2 separate regions of the Macaca mulatta genome follow, and region 2 is linked to region 1. Evidence: chromatin contacts called from public Hi-C data. All regions are on one chromosome and are shown on one strand. The core of a region is the stretch at or near the end of the contact, and the rest is flanking DNA. Distances in the headings are between cores, read along the strand shown. Region 1 holds the start of LZTS2 (leucine zipper tumor suppressor 2). Region 2 holds the start of KAZALD1 (Kazal type serine peptidase inhibitor domain 1).

Region 1 (5,233 bases), core at 1,695-4,194:
AGGCTTTCAGAGTCAAAGGGCGATACAGTGGGTACCAAGCCCCTCTGCTCTCCACTTTGTAGAGCCTGGCATGAGGTGGCATGTACTAGAATTGGATCCTAGGTGCTTAGGCCTGCAACATCAGGGCCTCACGGGTGGGAGCTGCCTCGGGCTGGGTTGCTTGGCCATAGAGCCATGGGAGGAACCTGTCAGCCCGGAGTGCCTGCCACCTAGACACTGATGCTATTGTGTGCTGCCTCAAGACAGCTGGAATTAAGACATTTTGTAGAGCCTTTTCCAGTTTTACTAAAAAATTTTTCCATTGCCTTTGTTTCTGTGCTTTTTCTTATTCATCCACCAGGTGTCTCCCCAGTCCGTAGCTGTATTTCCCTCTGGGGATTGGGAATGGACGGGTCCCTCCCACCGTTTGCATCCTTTGAGCAGTGGGCTCCCAAGGAAGCAGGGACATTAAAGGGCCTTCACCCCCTACCTCCCCTTTACATCTCCTCTTGACCTAGGGAAGACAAAATGGTCTGTTCTCATAGCTAACTTCCCTGAGGATCTTGAGTGATTACTGGCACAGGTACTCAATCACTGGGCCACATGCCTAGGCCCTGCCTGACTGGCCATTCCTCTGTGATGTGAGCCACTCATCTCTCAAGTGGACTCAACATATTCTGTCCACCCCCCATCCTTCTCCCTCCTGTACCCTTTCCATGTTTCTCATATGTTGATATGTGCCAGAACTCCTGGGGACTTGTGAAAAATGCAGAACCCAGGGCCCATTCTCCCCCCATCCTCCACCACATACGGTTCTCATTCTGGAGATCTGACGAGGGCTACAGTAATCCTCATTTTTAACAAACCCTGGAGGAGACTGTAAAATAGGTGATCCAGAGGGACTGTCAAAAGTGTTCCTAAATGATGACACCTCATCTCTTGTCCTCTGATATCCAAAAGTCCTAGTTTCCCTTTGGATTTCCCTAAAAGAGTCGTGAGAATGCAAGATGTTCTGAGGGGGCTGGGGAGAATCCTTTTGTAAGGGTTGGGGGAAGGTTTCCTGCTCCCTTTGGATGCAGAGCTGCTTTGTCAGGCTGTTCCTTTCAACTTATAAAGGGGCTTCTGGGACTGGTGGAGGGGTCTGTGGTCTCTGCAGTGTGAGAACTCTGGCCACAAATGTCTCCTGAAACATCCAGAGCAAGGCTGCTGGAAAGCTGCTCTCTGTGAGGAAGAACCTGGGGGGTGGGGAGAGCTCCTCCAGGGCCTCCCTTCTTGGGGGTCTCTCCCAGACTGGCTGGAGCCAGGCTTCCCTAATCCCGCAGTAATCATTCCCAGCCGTTGACTGGTCTAGGCTTCATCCAGAGTCTGTAACACTGAACAGCAGCCATGCCTTCCAGAGGCACAATACCAGATCAGTCCTACCTGTAAGGATGTGGGTTCCACGTTCCTGTCTCCCTAGAATGCCTGGTGGGTTCCCAGGAGATCCTTTAGGGGTTTCCAGTAGGGGACCTTTGTGAGGTCTCTGTGAACTGGGGATAGAGGGATACAGACTTGTCTGTTTGTCTTGCCCCACCCTTCTAGTAGACATCCCCACACAGCACAAACCAGAAGGATGAGGTGGAGGGGAAGCTAATACTCTCCCCAGCCCCACCCCCTGCACAAACACATTCTACTCCATACCTGCCTTAAACACCCACATCATGATCGGGCCCAGCCTGTTCAGATCCCTGGATTCTAGAAAGCAGTGGGGGGTCCCTAGGGCCTGTGCAGATTCCCTGGGATAGGACTGGTCTGCCTACACCCAACTGGATGTTAAGAATCTCCCTGACTCACAGGTTCAGTGGATTGGGAAGAAAAAAAAAAATTCAAAAACATTTCCCCGAGAACTCAGGAAAGGCCTGGCTAAGCCAGGTCCAGTTGGATCTACAGCCTTGTCCTCTAACTGATAGTGTATGTCACACTTGGCTATGAGGGGGCAGCTTTGGTCCTCCAGCAGCTTCCTCTCTGCTGTGGATGGGTTTAATAATAAACAGCTCGGCCGGGTGTGGTGGCTCACACCTGTAATCCCAGCACTTTTGGAGGCCGAGGTGGGTGGATCACGAGGTCAGGAGTTCGAGACCAGCCTGGCCAATATGGTGAAACCCCGTCTCTACTAAAAATACAAAAATTAGTGTATTTTGTATTTTTAGTGGCGTGGTGGCACATGCCTCTAGTCCCAGCTGCTCTGGAGGCTGAGGCAGGAGAATTACTTGAACCTTGGAAGCTGAAGTTGCAATGAGCCAAGATCGCGCCCGCTGCATTCCAGCCAGGGCGACACAGCGGGACTCCGTCTCAAAAAACAACAACTCACCGAGGTCTCCAGCAGCCCATATGGCCCAGATACCTAAAGACCTTCCCACATGCTGCCTTGAGTGCCATGGCGGGTGGGAGCCCCTGGGGCCTCCCTGCAATACAGGACAACTTCCTGTTTGTGCCTGTGGGTAGGATTTTATGAGTCTAAGAGAAGCCCAGTCATGCCCCGTGGGGGGTCAGAACCGGCAGGCCTGCTCACCTGGGCAGACACCTACTCTAGGGAGGGGGCTGTGCTGGTTCTGCTTGGGCAGCCCCACGCTGAGGTGTGTGCATGGTGGGGGCAGGTGGGAGCTGCTCTGGTGAAACTCGAGCCTCCTTTGTCTGATTCCCAGGGGTTTTCCCTATATTTGGGGATTGGGTCAAGAGTGGACCGGGTTGGGCTCCCAACGGAGCAGGGAGGGTGGCAGAGTCAAGTTCTATAGGGCAGCTTAGTTTAAGGCAGCCAGGTAGTCGAATTATCGGTCACGAGATGCTCGCCCCCTTCCCCACGTCAAAAACCAAATCCAGTAAACTGTGAAGGCGAAGGCCAGAGGGGCAGCCTCGGCCACCGTCGAGTCCCTGTGGGGCTGGGAACTGGGTAGGCTGTTGGTGGAGTGCGGGACAGACCCCTCCCCTCCCTGGGTGGGGGGCGCGGCCTGAGCCGCCCCGCCCCGCCCCACCAGGTCAGGCCAGGCGGGCGCCCGGAGCCGGGAGCCGGGAGCCCGGAGCCGGGAGCCGGGAGCCCGGAACCCGGAGCCCGGAGTTCGGAGCCCAGAGTTCGGAGCGGGCTAGGGAGGCGGCGTTGTCGCGGCAAGGAGGTGGGCGCGCTGGAGCAGGAGCGGGGCCAGAGCTGGAGCCGAGGCGCAGGTGGCGCTGGGTGAGTGGTGGGGCCGCGGAGGTGCAGGAACTCCTGCTTCCCGCACATCCCCGCTCCTGAACGAACTTTCCGCTTCTGGGGAAGCTAGGGGTGGAGTGAGGAGGGGGGTCCGCACTTGGTGGGTCGCCCGCGAAGAGTCCAAACAGGGAAGCGACACGAAAACGCACGCCGACGGGCCCCAAACACGCGTGCACAGACCCACGCCCGCACTTGGGACACGCGAACACACATGCAGTCGGAAAGGACGCGCCCAGTTTTCTACCCTTGCACTCCCAGGGACAGCGCCAATCAGCCCGCGCGGACCCACAGCGGGCAGGGCACTCTGCGGTCGCGCATTGGGTGCGGGAAAGGGGCAGCCCCGTGACCGCCGACGGGGGCGGGCCGGGTGGGACGCACCCAGAGGTTCCTGCTTCCTGGCCGCCCACAGGTGAAGACGAAGACGTAAACAGGCGCCGGGCACGTGACAGCTCCGCACACCAGTGGCCTGTGCCCCCAACCCCACCACGAGGCGCGTTTGCTTGGTTCCAGGCCGGACGGCGTTCCATTCTCCTCCTGGAGCCGGGATAAGCCCTCTCCCAGGAACCGGAGCACAGCGCCCCCTGGAGCCGGGGCGGAGCAGGAGGGCCGGGCTGCTGGGCAGGGCTGGGGTTAACCTGGGCTCCTGTACGTCCTTCCCCCAGCACATTCTTGGTATCTGCATCCCCGAAGGTTTCGGAGACAGGCCCTTGATGGCAGTGGACAGCTGCCCCCGCCTATTCCCGCCAGCCCAGAGAGCAGCTGCCTGAGCGCCTGCGGGTCCCCTTCCTACCCTCACCTCCACTCCTTGCCGGAGTAGGAGTCTCCTCCCCCGCAGAAAATGCATGAGTGTAAACGCCCCCTCAATACCAGAGTGGGCCTAGACCCCTAGAAAAAGGAGGACGAGCCCCTGCCCCCAGGGAATGAGGGAGTGGGCAGTAGCTCGATGCCTTCTTCCCGCCCCACCCCCTACCCCTACACACACGCTGAGCCCAGCTGCCGCCTGAGCTGGGCAGGCTGCCAGAAAGGGGAGGAGGTTCTCGGTGCCCCAGGAGGCAGGGATCAGGGCAAGGCCAGAGGAGGGGGCTCTGTTGGGGAGAGGGGCTCAGTCTGTTCTTGTGAGGCTGAGGGTCTGGGGTGAGTCTGAGGGTGGCTGGGCTGTGTTTCCCTTTCCAGGGAAAAAGAAAGAAAAACAACCCTGTCCATGGAGCTAAAAATAGAGCTGAGAGCCGGCCAGGGCTGTGGCCTGGAAGGGGGGGATGCTCCTTCCTGGGGCCCGGGCGAGCTCTGGCAGGCCTTGGCCCTGCGGGGGAGGGGGTGGTTAGGGGAGAAAGGCTGTCTTTGCCCAGGGATGCAGGCATCAGCTGACCTGACCGGGTCACCGAGACCCCTAGGGGAAAGGCTGTGCGGTAGAATATTTGCGAAGCATGGCTGTAAGAAGTTGTCTGTGTGAGTGACTGTGAATAGAGGCTGTCAATGCGTGAAAGATGGTTAGGAGACTAAGTGCATTTGAGACAGTGACTGGGTGCGAAGGACTGCGGATTGTTGTGGAAGCCTGTGCCCAACAGGCCTGTGACACCGTGTCTGTGTGTGAGTTGGACTGGAAGATTATGGAAAGAAGGAACGCGGACCCACGTGACAGCTGAGACTGCTTGTGGCTGCGTGGTGAGGCTGCATGTGGGAAAGGTCGCGTGGGTGTTAGGGAGACTGTATTGTGTGCGAGAAGGTGAGAATATTTGCGACCTTGAGAAAGTGGAATGTTGTCTGCCGTGCGGCTCCTGTAGGTTTGGGCTGTAGGCTTGGACCGGTTTGCCCCAGTGATTGTTGGGGAGCCAGGGGCCGCTTCTCTCCGAGAAATGACCTCTGTCTTAGCAAGCGGTCCCGAGGGGAGGCTGGGGAGCACGGGGCCGCGCCAGAGGCCGGCCTGGGTTCGCGGGGAAAAGGGCACCGTACCGGGGAGTGGGTCAGGGCCCGCGTGGTGGGGGGCGGCTGGGTGTGTTCTCCGAGGGGGCCGCCAGGTGGCGCCGCCTC
Region 2 (5,233 bases), core at 1,185-3,684, 63 kb after region 1:
ACGCCATTCTCCTGCCTCAGCCTCCCGAGTAGCTGGGACTACAGGCGCCTGCCACCTCGCCCGGCTAGTTTTTTGTATTTCTTAATAGAGACGGGGTTTCACCGTGCTAGCCAGGATGGTTTCGATCTCCTGACCTCGTGATCCGCCCGTCTCGGCCTCCCAAAGTGCTGGGATTACAGGCTTGAGCCACCGCTCCCGGCCCACTCCTGCTTCTTCCTCAAAGTTGCAACTCTACTATTTTCACCAGCTGTGTCAAAACAGGTTTCATGAAGTGACACGTTAAAATATGTGGGTCCTTTGAAGTAATTTTTTTTTTTTTTTTTTACCAAATTAAACAATGACTCTGTATGCCTTGTTTCATCTTCTGTTGTTCATCTGTACAGGGCCCTCTTCACTCTTTTATTTTTAAAATTCTATTTTTTCTTTCTTTTTTTTTCCTTCTTTTTTTTTTTTAGAGGGGGTCTTGCTCTGTCGCCCAGGCTGGAGTACAGTGGCATGATCTGGGCTCACTGCAACCTCTGCCTCCCAGGTTCAAGCGATTCTCCTGCCTCAGCCTCCTGAGTAGCTGGGATTACAGGCGTGCACCACCACGCCCGGCTAATTTTTGTATTTTTAGTAGAGACAGGGGTTTCACCATATCGGCCAAGCTGGTCTCCAGCTCCTGACCTCAGGTGATCTGCCTGCCTCTGCCTCCCAAAGTGCTGGAATTAAGAGGTGTGAGCCACCATGCCTGGCCCTAAAATTGTATTTTTAAAAAGACATGGTCTCTCGAACCCTTGAGCTCAAGGGATCCTATTGCCTCAGCCTCCCAAATAGCTGGGAGTACAGGTGTGCACCACCACACTCCGGCTCATCATTCTGTCATTATATTGCAGTTATTTCATGTGTCAGTGACTGAAAGTGAACATATGATAATCTTGTGAACACAGGGTTTCATGGTGGAAAGAAAACTACATTCTATACCTCATTCCTTCTTCAGTACAAGCGTCTGCAGGAAAAGGGGAAAAAAGAGGCGGGATCATCTATTATTCAACAAATTTCAACGTCACCCTGCCCATCTGGATCTAGTCTCCCTCATTAAATGCAAAGGATGCTGCCACCTGGCTCCTCTCCCTAGCAGTATTCACATCATCTAGGCTAGAGAATCCCTTCCCTTTGGCCTGTTTTGCACAAAACCGAGTAAACGTTTTCAAAGTATAAATACGCAAAATTATTTGCTATCTCTTTACTATTTACGATGCGCATATATGTTACTGAAAGTTTTGGAGCCTTGACGGATGAAGTATGGGATGCTGAGGATCGGGGAATGTATCTAAACTCTCAAGTTGTGTCCTATTCAAAAAACTCCCTTCTAAAAGTATTTTTACGGTATGTAGGGTTTTACAAGAACAAAATCTCTACTTAGTAACAGCGGATCCCCTTTTATTATCTTTGTGCCTACCTGGATGCACGGTTCCAGGATGTTCTCGTCACTAACCACAAGTCCACCAGAGGGCGATGGTTCCCCGTCTATCTACTGTTCTCCATCAGCGACTCAGAAAATCCAGGTTAAACACTCAGGCAGTCTTTCACATTTAATCCACAAATATTTACCAAGAATTTGCCGTGCCACCTGACTCGGGGCTAGGTTCACAAGATACAGTAGTGAGTTAGGCACGATTCCTACTACCAGAAGCTTAGAGCATAGGAAAGACTGAAAGTAAGCAACTGTCTACAATAGTGGGATAAGTGAAGAGTTTCCAGGTCTGTGGAGTTTGTTGTTGAAATATCAGCTCCAGGCCTTAGAAGCCGGCAGCAATTCATTAAGAGATCCCGGACTTGTTTCTGCTCTGTATCCCGGACAAGGAGTTCCGTCCCCAAGGTGTTTTGTTAGAGCCAGAGACCTCTCCTTGGTTGACTCCATTCGTCAGCCCCACAAGTCCCTGTCTCTGGTCTTTTTCACGGTTTCCGGCAGCTCTCTGACAGTTCCCCTTCTGCCCCAGGTCGACACTTAGGCCAAGGACCAGGGATTACTCACAACTATCCGCCAGAGCTGGCTCCGCCCTTTCTTTTTCCTGTTTAAAATCCGCGGGCTCTTAGTGTTCTCGGTTCGTAGAGTTCCTGTTCTGATTCTCGCGACAGTTGCGAGGCCACGCGTGAAGTTCCCTTCTAGTCCCTCTTTTGAATTTGAGACCAGGAGAGAGTGTCTGCCCTTGCCCCCCTCCTCAGAACCCCTCTCGCCAGGGATGGCGCCTACGTGGCTCGTGAGCCCCTGAATGAATGGGGTTGGCCCAACTCAGGGGCGCTCTCCGAAAGGAGAGTGCCGGTTGGATTCCAGGGCTCCAGTGCGCATGCGGAGTCGATCCCGCGCAGGCGGGCGGGCACCACAGCCAGGCCTTGTGGGCGGAGCCTGGCTAAGTGCCGCCCCCTCGCCGGCCGCCGATTTCTGTCCCCCGCCCCCAGCGAGCTGGACTGCGCCGCGGCTTCTCTGAGCCCCTTGGGGCCGTCCGGGGAGGGGCCTGCGCGACCCGGGTTTGGCGGGCGGGCCTCCAGGAATGCTCTCCTCCCCGCCCCCGGCACAAAGTGCCACGGTGGCAGTGGTGGCGGCCGCGCGGCCGAGTGCCTCCGGCCCTGCCAGCCTCGCAACCGTAACCTGTAATCCCGACCCGAGGGACGCCCGCCTGGGAGGCCCAGCCCGCCTCTCCCTGCGGCCGCTGGTTAGCTCCGACCCCGAATCACCCGGCTCACCCGCGGGTTGCAGCACCTGCCGGATGTGGGGAGGAAGGAGTAGGCCAGATGAGGGAAGGCAGATGTAGGCGCCCAGTCTGTCAGCGCCTCGGTGGGGGAGCTGGGTGGGCAAGCCTGCAGTCGCTCCCCGGAACCAGCCCTGGGCTGCGGGGAGGCGAAGTTGGTTGGTCCTGCCCTCCAGGGGCGCCCCGACATCGACGTAAAATGACTTGGCAGCAGAGCTCCTGCCGCTTCCCCCTTATGCAGCTGCCCTCGCCGACGCCAGAGACTGTAAAGGCAGATGGGACAGGGCCTAGCCGTTCAGCCAACACTTTGAGCTTCCCAGCCAAACTCCTACCCCCACTCCCCGCCTCTGGTCCTCACCCCCTTCCTCTCTCCTAGCCTCGGTGTCTGGTTACGGCTCCTCTGCTCGCACTGTGACTTTGGGCCAGGCTGGGGGAAATGACCCGGGAGGGTCCCGTGTGGCTACATAAAATTGGCAGCCTTAGAACCAGTGGGAAGGCGGGTGCGCTAAATCGAGGGGCGGAGAGAGGGGGCGGAGGAGCTGTTTTCTGAATCCGAGTCCGTGGGCTCTCTCAGAAGTCCTCAGGCCGGAGCAGAGGTGGCTGGCGGGCCCGGCTGACTGCGCCCCTGCTTTATTTCCATAACCTTTTCTTTCGGACTCGAATCACGGCTGCTGCGAAGGGCCTAGTCCCGGACACTAGGTGAGCACTCTGTGCCCCAGGCCATAAGCAAGGGGGCATCAGCTCCCGCTGTTTCCACCCCCCATTAACAGCTTCTTACTTCTGGAGCCGTCCATTCTCTTTGGGCAAGGATGCTCAGGGGCCAGGGATCGGAGTCGGATGGTGCACGGAAGTGGTGCTCGTGGTGGGTGTGCGTGCGCTTGATCCTTATCACCCCTTCCTCACCTTTCTTCCCTCCCAGCCACCCCCGAGAACAGCCCAACTGATTGCTAACTGCCATAACTGGATAATCCCTAGAGGGTCACTAGGCCTAATGTGTTGGGGGAGTCTACTTGGTAGCAGGGGAGGGGGCGATGCTAGCGTCATGCTTTGGTACAAGAAGCAGTGAGGTTGGTCTTTCGGCACAGGTCCCGTTTCTGACCTCCTGACCTGGCGTCCCTTCCTGGCAGGGTGCCACGAACGCGCTGATGCCCCGAGTGCTCGCAGGGCTTCCCGCTAACCATGCCGCCGCCGCCCGCAGCTGCCTTGGCGCTGTCTGTGCTCCTGCTACTGCTGATGGTGCGGACGCCGCTCCCGACCGGCGCAAGGCCGTCGTCAGGCCCAGATTACCTGCGGCGCGGCTGGCTGCGGCTGCTAGCGGAGGGCGAGGGCTGCGCTCCCTGCCGGCCAGAAGAGTGCGCCGCGCCGCGGGGTTGCCTGGCGGGCTGGGTGCGCGACGCGTGCGGCTGCTGCTGGGAATGCGCCAACCTCGAGGGCCAGCTCTGCGACCTGGACCCCAGTGCTCACTTCTACGGGCACTGCGGCGAGCAGCTTGAGTGCCGGCTGGACACAGGCGGCGACCTGAGCCGCGGAGAGGTGCCAGAACCGCTGTGTGCCTGTCGCTCGCAGAGCCCGCTCTGTGGGTCCGACGGTCACACCTACGCCCAGATCTGCCGCCTGCAGGAGGCGGCCCGCGCTCGGCCCGCTGCCAACCTCACTGTGGCACACCCGGGGCCCTGCGAATCGGGTACGCACGGCCCGGGGCCCCCACCCCAGCACTTAGGTTTCCTAAAGGCACTGCTCCCCGACCCCTGACGGCGTTGGTCTCTGGCCAACAGATCAAAATAGATAAGGCCATAGAGGCCTCGAGTCCAGTATAAAACCCTGCTCTCGCTACTGGTCCATAGAAGCTGCCACCTGAAGGTGGGGGTGGGGGAGTGGAGTGGAGTGAGGGTCCCAGGCTTCGTCAGCAAGCTGCATGCGCTGAACCATGTGAAAGCTCCAGAGCTGGCTGGCAGGGAGAGACAGGTCCTCTGAGGGCGCGGGCACATAGCCTATGGTTTGCTCAGAACCCCTTGTCGACACACACTTTTCCCAGACCAGTGGAGTCCAGGCAGCAAAACGGGTTCATGTGAGATGCAATCACGTTTCATTTGGGCAGATTCTTAGAGCAGTCTGTTCACTCAGTCTCCCCACCTCTCTCCTTTCTTCTGCGTTTAGGGATTAGTGAAGAGGAGCAGGAAGCTCAGCTAGTTCTCTCTCTATCCCCGGGGACTGGGGGCCATTCAGGGTTCTAGCTTTCCTTGGCAGCTTTAGTAACTTTCACTTCCTGAGCCCCGGCTCTGTGTCTGGCTCGGCTGGGGCAGTCAGAAAACAAACACCCCGCGGGGATCCCAGCAATTTCCTGCACTCCTGCAGGCCTCCTGCCTGTTGCACAAGTCCAGCTTCAGGTTCTCCGCCTTGCCGGGGGACTCCCCCAGGGGGTCCCGCTGTGTAGGGAACGGCTGCTTTTCCGCCTTTGGGAACTGGGCCTGTTTAGAAAAGGGGAACGGGTATCTGGAAGG

The links. Hi-C and Micro-C count contacts between places; a contact is called where the count stands out from the background.
Region 2: a Hi-C map of fetal cortex germinal zone shows a contact between it and region 1, with 2.5 times the contacts expected there. The contact joins the promoter of KAZALD1 here to the promoter of LZTS2 in region 1. A contact is called at or near these places in 4 of 14 Hi-C or Micro-C datasets (cortical neurons, fetal cortex germinal zone, fetal cortical plate and 1 more).

Annotation. Positions count from the first base shown.
Region 1 is chr9:113,057,634-113,062,866 of T2T-MMU8v2.0, forward strand. LZTS2 (leucine zipper tumor suppressor 2) reads left to right here and starts at 2,945. Exons shown (of 5, transcript XM_001109817.3): 1 at 2,945-3,187. LOC144331270 (a long non-coding RNA gene) reads right to left here and starts at 3,768. Exons shown (of 3, transcript XR_013398308.1): 1 at 3,584-3,768; 2 at 1,402-1,508. TWNK (twinkle mtDNA helicase) reads left to right here. Exons shown (of 5, transcript NM_001194441.2): 5 at 1-305.
Region 2 is chr9:113,121,587-113,126,819 of T2T-MMU8v2.0, forward strand. KAZALD1 (Kazal type serine peptidase inhibitor domain 1) reads left to right here and starts at 2,435. Exons shown (of 6, transcript XM_077947355.1): 1 at 2,435-3,113; 2 at 3,269-3,431; 3 at 3,860-4,416. The coding sequence starts at 3,912. It overlaps LOC144331267 (a long non-coding RNA gene), which reads right to left and starts at 2,333. Exons shown (of 2, transcript XR_013398302.1): 1 at 1,442-2,333.